2 separate regions of the Siniperca chuatsi genome follow, and region 2 is linked to region 1. Evidence: chromatin contacts called from public Hi-C data. All regions are on one chromosome and are shown on one strand. The core of a region is the stretch at or near the end of the contact, and the rest is flanking DNA. Distances in the headings are between cores, read along the strand shown. Region 1 overlaps LOC122887349 (rho GTPase-activating protein 12-like). Region 2 holds the start of LOC122887349 (rho GTPase-activating protein 12-like).

What was found. A called contact is a pair of places that touch in the nucleus more often than the background predicts.
Region 2: a contact with region 1 is called in a Hi-C map of an unstated tissue, with 3 times the contacts expected there. The contact joins the promoter of LOC122887349 here to the enhancer-like site in region 1. A contact is called at or near these places in 3 of 3 Hi-C or Micro-C datasets (liver, skeletal muscle and an unstated tissue).

The regions. Positions count from the first base shown.
Region 1 is chrLG13:5,755,304-5,761,012 of ASM2008510v1, reverse strand. All of the region lies in intron 2 of LOC122887349 (rho GTPase-activating protein 12-like), which reads left to right. Among protein-coding and RNA genes, the nearest start is that of trnal-uaa, 26 kb to the right of the region's middle. Within about 2 kb of position 2,487, the one cell type or tissue checked has an H3K27ac peak away from gene starts, as active enhancers do. A contact at or near this core is called in liver, where this site is marked.
Region 2 is chrLG13:5,797,477-5,802,732 of ASM2008510v1, reverse strand. LOC122887349 (rho GTPase-activating protein 12-like) reads left to right here and starts at 3,848. Exons shown (of 19, transcript XM_044220448.1): 1 at 3,848-4,333. LOC122886651 (kinesin-1 heavy chain) reads left to right here. Exons shown (of 26, transcript XM_044219104.1): 26 at 1-2,136.

The sequences.
Region 1 (5,709 bases), core at 1,238-3,737:
TTTCTTCGTTACTTTCTCACCCCCCTGCTGCTTCTTACATTCGACCCATTTGCAGCTCGTGTAGAGACACGAGTAGATCAGAGTTAGATTCAGAACAAGACCAGGATTCCTCTGTGGACCTGCTTCTCTGACAGACTTCAGTGATGCTACACCCAAGCAGGATTATGTAAAAGAGGGCACCGTACATCACTTGTCTTTGATCTCTAACTGTGTAGACCCTCATATCCCACAAAGAACAAAGAACCTTTTTTTTTCCCTTTTCCAACGGACTCCAAACAGGGACCTTATTGCATATGTCACAAAATATCACAAAGAGGCAAAAATTGATGTGCTGTGTAATAGACCAAACATGCAGTTGGTCTATTAGGGTAAACTACTTAAATGTATTCATTGTCAGTCAAAGGCAAGTGAAAGATAATGTGGGCTTTGGTCCATTTGAGCAGCAAACACACTGGTAATCACTAATCAATTACTACTGAAACAATGAGTCGATTAATCGATTCTCTGAATTGACAGAAAATAAACTGACAGTAGTTTTGATAATGGATTATTGTTAGTAATCTATCAAGCAGAAAACAACTAATATTTGCTGGTTCCAGCTTCTCAAATGTGAATACTTTCTGCATTTTACATCATGGTAAATAATAGATAATGAAAAATGATTAGTTGCAGCTACGGCTGGGTAAAGAAAATATTTAAATTTTCTTTTAAATTTTTCAGTTAAATGATCCAATATTAATTTGACTGTGGTTACTTGTAAATGTTTCACCTATAGCTACATGTTGTGTAACTTGTATGTTTTGTAGAAATTGTATTATTACAACATGTACAAAACGGTTGTTATTAGTCAAAAAGTAACGTAGATGATAGCTGCTTACTTGTCGAATAAAAATAAATTTTAGTGCCCAGGATAAGGATCTGAAAAGATTTTTTTTGTCTATCCAATAGACAAGACTTTCTGAATCAAATTTGATCGAATGTGGAGATCTGTGCCAATATCAGGCTTTCCAGCGCTGGTTGTCACCCTAAATCAGTTGTATCCAACACTAGTGGAGATTTCATCATTCGTATTTTATACAAAAAAGAAAATGCTCCTTTCTTGCACAATTCAAAAGCATCCTCTCATTTAGTATTTGTCACATTGTCGGTGCTGTTAAGGACTGCGTGAACAAATGGATGTTGTCCCAAAACAGACACACGGAAGTGAAGCTTAGTTTCCTTATTTAAATATGGATGTAGCTACCTGCGAAGTGTCCAGTGCAGCCTGACTGCTTCCTGATTACAGCTCTGAGCTTCATTCTCTTTTCTCCTGTTGAATGTTGCTCTGGAGTTGCATAATTACCTTGGGTGCAGCCAGTGTTTCAAGGCCTTTTTGTGTTGACTTGCAGTGTGTGTTATGGCTTTTCTTTCCTCTGTTTTCAGTCAGGTTTCAGCGAGATTACCTCAGACCGGACTGGAAGAGACACCAGGCTGTAATGGACATGTATTTTCAAGCTTGAGGGCTAATAAGTTGTTAAACCTCAGAGGCTTTTAGATTGTTTTATAGTATCTGTGATGTAATCTTATCCGGAAAGACAGCCTGGCCATTTTCCATGTACACAACTCCTCTCTAATGCAACCTCCTTTCTTCCTGTTCTGATCAGGCTCTGTCACACCTCCTGACACCTGGCTAGTTTCACTGGTCATTTGTCCTCCAGCAATGAATGTAGCACCTAGCACTATTATATGGAAATTAAATTACAGTGAAATATGTACAGAAATTAACAAAATCAAAGCATCAACTCTGTTTTTGTAGCTACATTTTTCCCACTTTTATCCACTCAGATAGAAGGAAAATTCACTCAAAATTACTTTAAATGCATATTTGTCACAGTATGAATCTTAAAAGTTGGACTTAGTTAAACCTTTTGCCCAAATATGAATTAAGTTAGCTATTTGGCTCCTTGCTGTGGTAAATATTGGTGTTTCTTGTTGTCCACCATGCTAATATTATGATAGTTTCCTTGGCAGACAAAGGTGTATGTACAGTAGACTGTCTGCCTCAGGATCAAATTGTGTACCTTGTGACTATGTTGTCCAGATCCAAAATTAATCAAAAAGTGACTATAAGATGAAACCCATACATGAAGGAAATAGTCTGAATGTCTGCCTCTGGCTACACCCCCAATGTAGCTGACAAGGAGGGAAATATTAAGAAACATTTCCTACTTATGCAATATTAGTTTTTTGATAGCACCTCAGTAACACACTCTGTGTGACTATGAACGTGTAAAGCACTGCAGTGGCACTTTTCCCCAATGAAACTAAAAACTTAATGGACAAGGAAGTAGAAAAAGGTTATCTTTTGTTTTTGTGAGAAGGTTTGTACATGTGCAAACTTGCACATGTTTGTGTATTAGTCTAACCCACGCACTTAGAGGTTGGCATCAAAATACTCCAGTGTGTGTATGTTTATAAGCATGTATGTTTTGTGTTTGCATGGCCCAGCTCCCTGCGGTGCGGTATGTAGCAGAGCAGGTTAATCTGTGTCAAACAGAAAATGGGAGGAGAGAGGAGGTGAACATGTGGAGCCCCTCCTCCTCCTCCTCTTCCTCCTCCTCCATTACTTGCCCATCCCTTTTAAGACTTTACAAACTTTGCTGTCAGGCTGCCACCTAAAGGACACTGAGGCCTGCACCTCTGGTTAACTCTCTGATGTGTTTTTAAACTGTAGTCCACTTACAGTCGGTTTGGTTTTGAAATGATTTCATTAGTTGGGTATCAGCTGAAGAAGAGCTTAAACATGTCGACTGTGAAATAAATACACAACTTTAGTTTTTAAGACAGCATGTCATATCGGTTTTGAAGGTTATGATGTTCCCCATTGCGTGTTTGATTGTGGGCTAGTCTACATAAGTCAGCTTGTAGTTGTAAACATGATAATACGTAATACATTCATTAACCCTTTTCAGGGTCAGTGCTCATATGATTAGTTAATAAATCCATTTATCAAACGTCTCATTTAAGTCATTTTTTGTCAGGGCAAAACTACAAAATGTTTGCTCCAAAGTAAAGAGATTTGCTGCTTTTCTGTCTCAAGTCCTTGTAATTTGAGTATCTTTTTGTGTTTTCACTACCAGTCAGACAAAATAAGCAATCTGAAGACAAGAAGTTGAACTAAATGACCAAAACACCACCGAGAGAACCACTGAAACAAACACTGAAAGGACCCAGCAGGCTTCTCCTGGAATTTGCTTTTAAACAGCAACCCAGCAGTTTTATAGTGACCCCAACTTTATGTGAATCAGGACAACAACTTTGCTTGAAATGAACACAGTGTTCTGAAACTCACACCAGACTAGTCTAAATATAAACTAAGTGTTGCCAAAGCATCTGTAGCCATTTCTGTCTAATATTAGCTCTGATGCATTCAGTGCCTGAAGCAGTCTTCAGTCTTCTCTCATTTCTCTTTATCTCTTTTTCTTTCTGGCTCTGATGTGGTTTATCTCCGGCTGACGAACACTGGACCAGTTGATTATTATTCCACCACAGAGCTGCAGGCAGTACAGATAAGACTAGCAGGTCTCCTATCTGGAACTGGCAGCGTCCCTTCCTATTCTCTACCCATTAACTCCTGCTCTGGCCTGAAATAGGAAATTAAGAATATGCTGAGCTGCAATCAGAACTGTTGATTGGCTGCAGCAGTGTAGTCTTCCCTCAGGCTCAGTGTTTTACTGTGGACTGTACAGTAGGTGCTGTGGGTGACTTCTGGTTTGATCGAGGCTTATTGGTCAATATTGTAATCAGTCAGCTCAATTCAGTTTGAGGTCTTCAACTAATGACCACCTTTGCTCCCAACAGCCAGATTTTGAGCTTAAAACTATAGTTTTAAGCTCAGCGATTGGATGTTTTTTACTGAAATACTCCTTGACAGTCGTAGTTGACTTGTCTCTTTACGTTTTTACATCTGTACACAGGCTAGTACTTTTGACTTTTTATCAAGTACCCTGTATTTTCTAAGTCAGTTACTCATGTTTGATAATTCAATCAGGAGAGTTTATCCAACTGCCCACCATTACCTAACATTGCCTATGCAGCATAAGATCAACCCTGGACGCCCAAAGTAACTCCAGGCACTTCACAACTCTATAGTACATGATAACACTTGTACACCTGGCAACCTCTACTAAAGCACAGTGTGTTTTCAAAGAGAGCAGCTCCCTCAGTGTAAGAGGTCAACTCTTAATGTCCCACAGTGGTTCAGTGGTTTTAGAGCTCAGTATTGTTTAGGTGGTCAGTCTGTTCACACCAGATGTCCAGCACCAGCTGCTCAGGATATACTGCTGCTGTAATGGAGTTAAGAGACACCTCATGCATTTTTAATGAGCCAACCTTTAATTGCATAATGAGTGCTGTTATTTGACATAGCCCGTATTGCTGCTGTCATTGGAAGACCTAGCTGCAGTTTTTATGTTTTTTTGCTCAGGCTTTACATGAACCTTATACTGAGAGGGTTTCACAACCGTGTGGCCTCTAAAACCAGTTCAAAACCAGTCTCACAATAAGACTACTTCTTGAAATTGCTGCTAAGTTGCCATTTGAGGATATAAGACATTTATATGACTGCAAAAAATACGGTTTCAGGACTGTTCTCCTTATATTGAGTTGCACCCAGCTGTATCTTTACTTTAAATCCTTCTTAAACCTTCGTTCTGTGTCATCTTCAGCTTCTCCTCCCTTGAATGATCAGGTGAAAGGGAGTAGATTGCCTCATGTTACGTCTGAGCAGCCAAGATAACGGATCTTTTTGAGTCCTGCACAGGTTTGATAGGGACTGGAAAGTTTGGCCATGAGTTGCTTAACAATCTTAATTTATTTTTAAATCCACACGATGCTGTGCCAGGTTAATAAGTAAAATGTTTTCCTGTGTAGCTCCACTGTACACTGCTGGAAACAAACACCTCTTAAACATTTCTGTGGTCAGTTTGTGGAGCCTTCCTACCACTTAAGTGAAGTTTAATTTCAGAACAGCTTTGGGAGGAAAATGTGGTTTTTGCGGCCACCGCTTAAGTGGGATACTAACTTACTGGCTTTTTAACGGTCGATTGACTACCAGGACTTCCCCTTTGACAGATCCATGCACTAAATCACATGTTCACTCAGCAGAATACAGGAAGACCACAGAACAGTGTCACCAGTGAACACTGCATACATTAGAAGAGGCTGACACCTTATTAGGAAGGAACAATGGCAATGATCCGTTTGAGGAGAAGTTTTTGTAGAGCAGTCTCAATTCATCAAGAGGATGACGTGTTTACTAGCTGCTCACCGCCAGAGGTAATATTTTATACATTTTCAACTCTGCTTAACTTTTAAGCTGCACCTTGCTTCATAGTCTAGTCAGTTTTGCACAATAGCATTACAGAGCATTTCTGGTAAAAATCAGTCTTTTACCTGCGTTGCTTAATGGCTCGACGGTAGAACTTGCAAAGAAAGTTTCCCTGTTTTGTTTGGGCTTTCCAGTGACTTTCTTGCAACTGCTGCCTTCTCAAGACTTTTCAAAAACAGGTAGAAGAAACTACGATAAATTATGTAACATATATATATTATGTATATATATGCACTCCACCTTAATTTTGTCATGCTGTGATACTGTATTGAACAGCCCACTTCTCAGGCTTCTTCTAGTCCACTAAATATTCGATACTTGTGGGTACCTCCAGCTGTTTG
Region 2 (5,256 bases), core at 2,599-5,098, 40 kb before region 1:
AAATTGGCACTACTGCACACGCTTCCCTGGAGAGAGAGCTGTATGGAAATAAGGGAACGGCTAAAAAGAAGGATTAAAAAATGATAAGCCAAGACGTGCGACAGTGTATTGTAGATGTATTTAACTAAATACCTGTGGAGGCCAATTGTTTTTATCATTAAGTTAAAATAAAACCTATACTCGTTATTGGTGACGTCATGAGAAGGATGTGAAGAATGTCAAAAGGAAGGAAGAGAATGATCCGGTTAACACAACAAACTTCCACCTTTTAGCATAGCCTATGCTAAGTAGCTAAATGTACTGTTTTTACTTCTCTCAGTGGTTAATAATGCTGTGTTAATGGACACTATTTATATCTCTCTGCACATTGGAGCACATAGACTGCAGGCGTATAGACTGAGATCGCACACACACAATGCTTGTCCTGTCCCAGCTGGGTCGCTGCACCTCACTCATCTCCAGGATTGTTTTTTAGTTGTAAACCTGACCTGACAGGAACTGTTTGATCCCTGTTGTATCATTATTTCTTTTCAAGGGTGCCTCGCTTCTATTTTTTTGTTTTGTTTTTTGTCTTCCCTCTCACACCCTTTAAGATGTTTCTCATAGATTTAGGACCTGTAACTGTACATGCCCCTTTGGTTGTAAATTTGCAGAAAACAATGTGTTTTGCTGGGTTTTATGTACTGTATCTCTTTCACTGCTCCATAGATCATGTCGATGCACATTTGAAGGGGAACGGTGGGCGGGGGTGTCAGTCGATGGGTCAGACCCTTGCTGCTGATCAGCCAGTCAGGAGAGCAGGGTCTGAAATTGCACAACAATCTTGGCTCGTCTGGAGTAAACGTTTATTTAACTAAATCTAGTCAAGGGGTGTAGGATTTATTTTGTGTTTTGTTGTATTTTTTTCAGTGTAATTTCGTGATTTTTTTTTTTTTCAATTTAATTCCCACACCACAGCTTGTTTTTTTTTTGTTTTTTTAACCCTGTGATGAAGCCCCAGTGCATTGGCAAAGAGCTTGTAGTTGCATGTAGGTTGTAACCCCAGCGTGAGAACACTAACATCTTGTGCAAGTGCAATATACTGTAAAATACACTGTATATCAGTCGACTGGCAGGTGTGATCAGGCGGTGCTTGCAGCGGTAATCCTGCCATATGGAGTCAAAGTCCTGCCCCTCTTCCTTGTTAGCTTCTGTTTCGCTAACTTTTGGTTCTCAATGTATTTTCTCATTGAGGGCTTTGTTCATTGTCCTTTCTGAAAAGCTGGAACGTGATACAGGGGACAGTAAACTCCCTCAGGACGACGAGATGGTCAAACTTTACAGCGCAGTGGTAGATATTTAAATCAGTTTCAGCTCTTTAGAAATACAGATTAAATACAGAAGAATCTTTCTACTGCAAAATACATTTTTGGCTGAGACTAGTGGAACGAATCTAGCTGTAAAAAGGGGAGAGGATTTTGGCTTTCTCTCGTAAAATGTCATACTAAAACCTGTCATCTTGCAACAGGAAAGTTGGGTTTAATAGCACTTCTTCACAATACCTGCACTCATAAAAACACTCCACATGTGGCTGTTTTTGACTGGAGGAATAAGAAGTTTCCAAAGCCCTGTAAATTGTTTGTTGACAGCCAATAATTTAAGTAGTATTAATTACTTTCTACACGCTGCAGGGAGGAGTAGCTCCCCGTATCTATGACAGGACAGTGTTTGGTGTCTATCGAGATGGTTTATTCTCTCTGTGTAATCTTCTAGATTAGTTAAGATTTTGCAGCATGGACCTCAAAATGTTTATCCTTTGACCTTCCACCAAAACTGGATATGAAATGGGGGAAAAAAATTGTTAATAAAAACAGCAAAGACTATTTGTGGTGTTTACCTAAATTGAATTTTGCATTCATTCTAAATTTAAAAAAACAAAACAAAGTGTAGCCACTTTTTTTATTACTGTGTAATAGTTGGTCAATTTTTAAAGGACAGTTTTGAGGATCCATCAGTGGACAAGGTACTGGATCATTCCTGGAGAACTGGGGCACAAATAGCTCTGATATGGACAGAGATGGGAAGTTCATGAGATCACAGTTTTGGATTGATTGCATGATGTAAATGTATGTGTGATTAAATAATTATGAGAAAACACCTGCATATCTCTGTCCTCTTTTGTTTCCGCTTGTTTTGCAAGAGTGAAGCAAGTAATTTAATGCTGAAGAGAGCATCGTGCTTACAAATGGATTTTCTGAATTTGCTTTTTTACTGTTGATCTTGAAGAAAAGTTATTTTTCAGGAAGCGTATACACTATATGACCAATATTTCTATGTACTTTTGGTCTGGGACTGTTTTCAAGTCAAGTTAATTTTATTTATATAGCCCAGTTTCACAAATCACCATTAGCCTCAAGGGGCTTTACAATCTGTGCAGCATACAGCACCCTCTGTCCTTACACCCAGAGGAGGGATCCCTCTCCCAGGACGGACAGACATGCAATAGATGTCTTGTGTACTGAATAAATTCACAACAGAAAGTCATACATGACAATATACATTTATGATGACAAAATGTAGATTGTAAAACATAAGAGGATGGATCCAGGAAGACAACTGGGCATCTTCAGGTGTCACCCACTGAGTAGGATCTGCACAGCTTGCCAGTTTTTAGGGCACAGAAACAAAAACAGAGGGTTGCAGATATTAAAAAGTTTGCAGTCTGTTAAGTGACTTCTCGTTGGCAGGATAAACATGGACTACAAGTACTATTCATTGAGACTTAAATGAATTCTTATAATTATATTTTAGACAATACTGTGCTTCCAACTTTGCAACAGTTTGGGGGTAGGTCCATTCTGTTTCAACGTGCCAGTGCCCCTTTGTACAAAACCAGGTCCATAAAGAAATGATTTTCCCAGTTAGGTGTGGAGGAACTGGCCTGCTCAGATCCCTGACCTCAACCCCATCCGATAAGAGGTGTCAGTATAGTATTTGGCGACGAGTGGGATTTTTAAATTGCTTGTTTCAGTACAATATCATCAATTGGCCATTATGGAGATGTTTCGTTGCCAGGCAACCACGGGTGGAAGTAGCCCCATTTGTCAGCTCCCCACTCCATACGTTACTCCGTGATTCGGCCACATAACGTTCCCTACGCAAATCGGTTTTTTTTAGGCCTACCTGTTACCTAGCAGCGGGTTGCACTTTCAAATATATTTTTTGTGACCTGTCTGCCCGACGTGAAACCAATGATTAAGTTCAATATTTTCCCAGACTGCCTCAGGGAAAAGTTCGACATAATCCCTTTCTTGCCTGACGTTAGACGACTAGCCAGGTTCATACCACTCCTCAGGTCTGTATGCTAAATATGAAGCTACATCTAGCAGCCGGCTAACGTTAACTTAGCTTAGCACAAGGCCTATCCTGGCTCTGTCCAAATGTAACAAAATCCACCTAGCTACCCGCACCTCTAAAGCGGGTAGGTGGAAAGCACAGACTGGATCCAGCAATGTATTTGTAGTTCCATTGTATAATCGTCAGGTGGCGCTAATGCTGCCTTTGCGTTACCGTAACACCTGAGGGCTCGGACCATAGACCACAAATTAGACAAGAGCTCTCACTCTGAGTGTATTTCCGCTCCAAACATGAAGCCGCTTTAATGAGTTGATGGAAATGGCAACAAAACATAGCCATTTGGTGGTATTACATACACGACGAACGGTTGTATTAACAGTATGATAAACGCCATTTTATTTGTTTGAAATATCGGGTCTGATACGCCCCGTTTACCAGATTGGTTACCATGGTAACGACAAAGTTTACGCGTACTCGGGGCACTTGCCGAGCGCAAGGCGGGTCAGATTTTCTCCCGAAAAAGCTGTGGAGTGGTGTACCATCTAAATAGACGATCTTAGCTTGAAGGTAGCTGCCAAAGTTGTCAGGGCAGGCGTGAGTCCGCGGGAACGAGCGCGAGTGCTGCTGTGGATTACACCGGCCAGGAAAGAACAGGAGAGACGGGAGCGCCGCTATCTGACAACCCTGACAAGTAAAGAACTAGTTTCACACGGTGGTCGGGTCGACAGCAAAGTTACCGGAAATTTAACCTCACCCAGGGCAATTGGAGTGTGTTTTCTTTTCTCCAAGGACTGTCTCACCAGGAGAGAAGGTACGTCAGGGTGCGGATCTTTGACTGCGGCGGTGTTTGGAACACTGAGGAATGTTTAGCCAGAAAGCTAATTAGCTAGCTAACGTTAGCGACAGATTAGCTCCTGTAAACCAGCACACACACACACGCCCAGACAAGAGCTGTAACTCCATGTTAAGATTGCCAACCGTGAATATAACTTTAAAGGTAAGACTTTTACACCCTTACTGAACGTGCACACAAGTATTCCCATAGCTAATAAAGTTCAGAGGAGTGCTGTGCAAATATCAGGAACTGTAAAGTTAACTAATCCCTTTAGGAATAACTGTTAATAGCTAAAGTATCAAACCAAAGACAACCAACACGCCTGACAGGTGTATTTATACTTTGTTTTGTACCATAAAGTTGGTGTTAAGCAGCTAAGTTAGCTAACTCGGACAGAAATATTACATTTTTGGTTGTGGGTTAACTTCATTATCTGTCAGCAGTAAGTGAACCTGTCAGGGTGCAGCAGTCCTGCTGCTCACAAAGCAGGTGATCTGTCATTTCACCTATTTGAACTGTAATGACGATGTATGTGAGAAATAACGTGTCTAAACGTAAATATTTTCAGAGGTTTGAAGATATCAGTTTTAAGATAAGCCGCATCATTGTGATTTGAAACTTTGAGTATAAATCACAGTAGAGCTCGTTGATAATACTGTTGATTGATCTTTGCGCTGATTTTTCATTTAGTCGAGCCATCACTTAGCCTATAACGTTAACAATAACCAACCACAATGACAAATGCCCTGATAACAGTATACATTGGAGAACAGCATACATAACTAAAGTGATTAGTCAATTGACATAAAGACAACAATTTTGATAATTGATTAATAATTGATTAATAATTTAATTCATTTATCAACCAAAAATGCCAGTCTTATGAAATGTGAGGATTTGCAGCTTTTTTTGTTGTTGTTGGTTTTGGACTTTTAGTTGGACAAATTAAGCAACTTGAAGATATCACCTGTGGTTTGGAAAACTGTGATGGCCGCTTTGTGCTATTTCGTGACATAGACTAAACAATTAGTCGAGTCATTGAAAGCAAAATCAGTATATTAAACACCATAAATCACATCATAGAT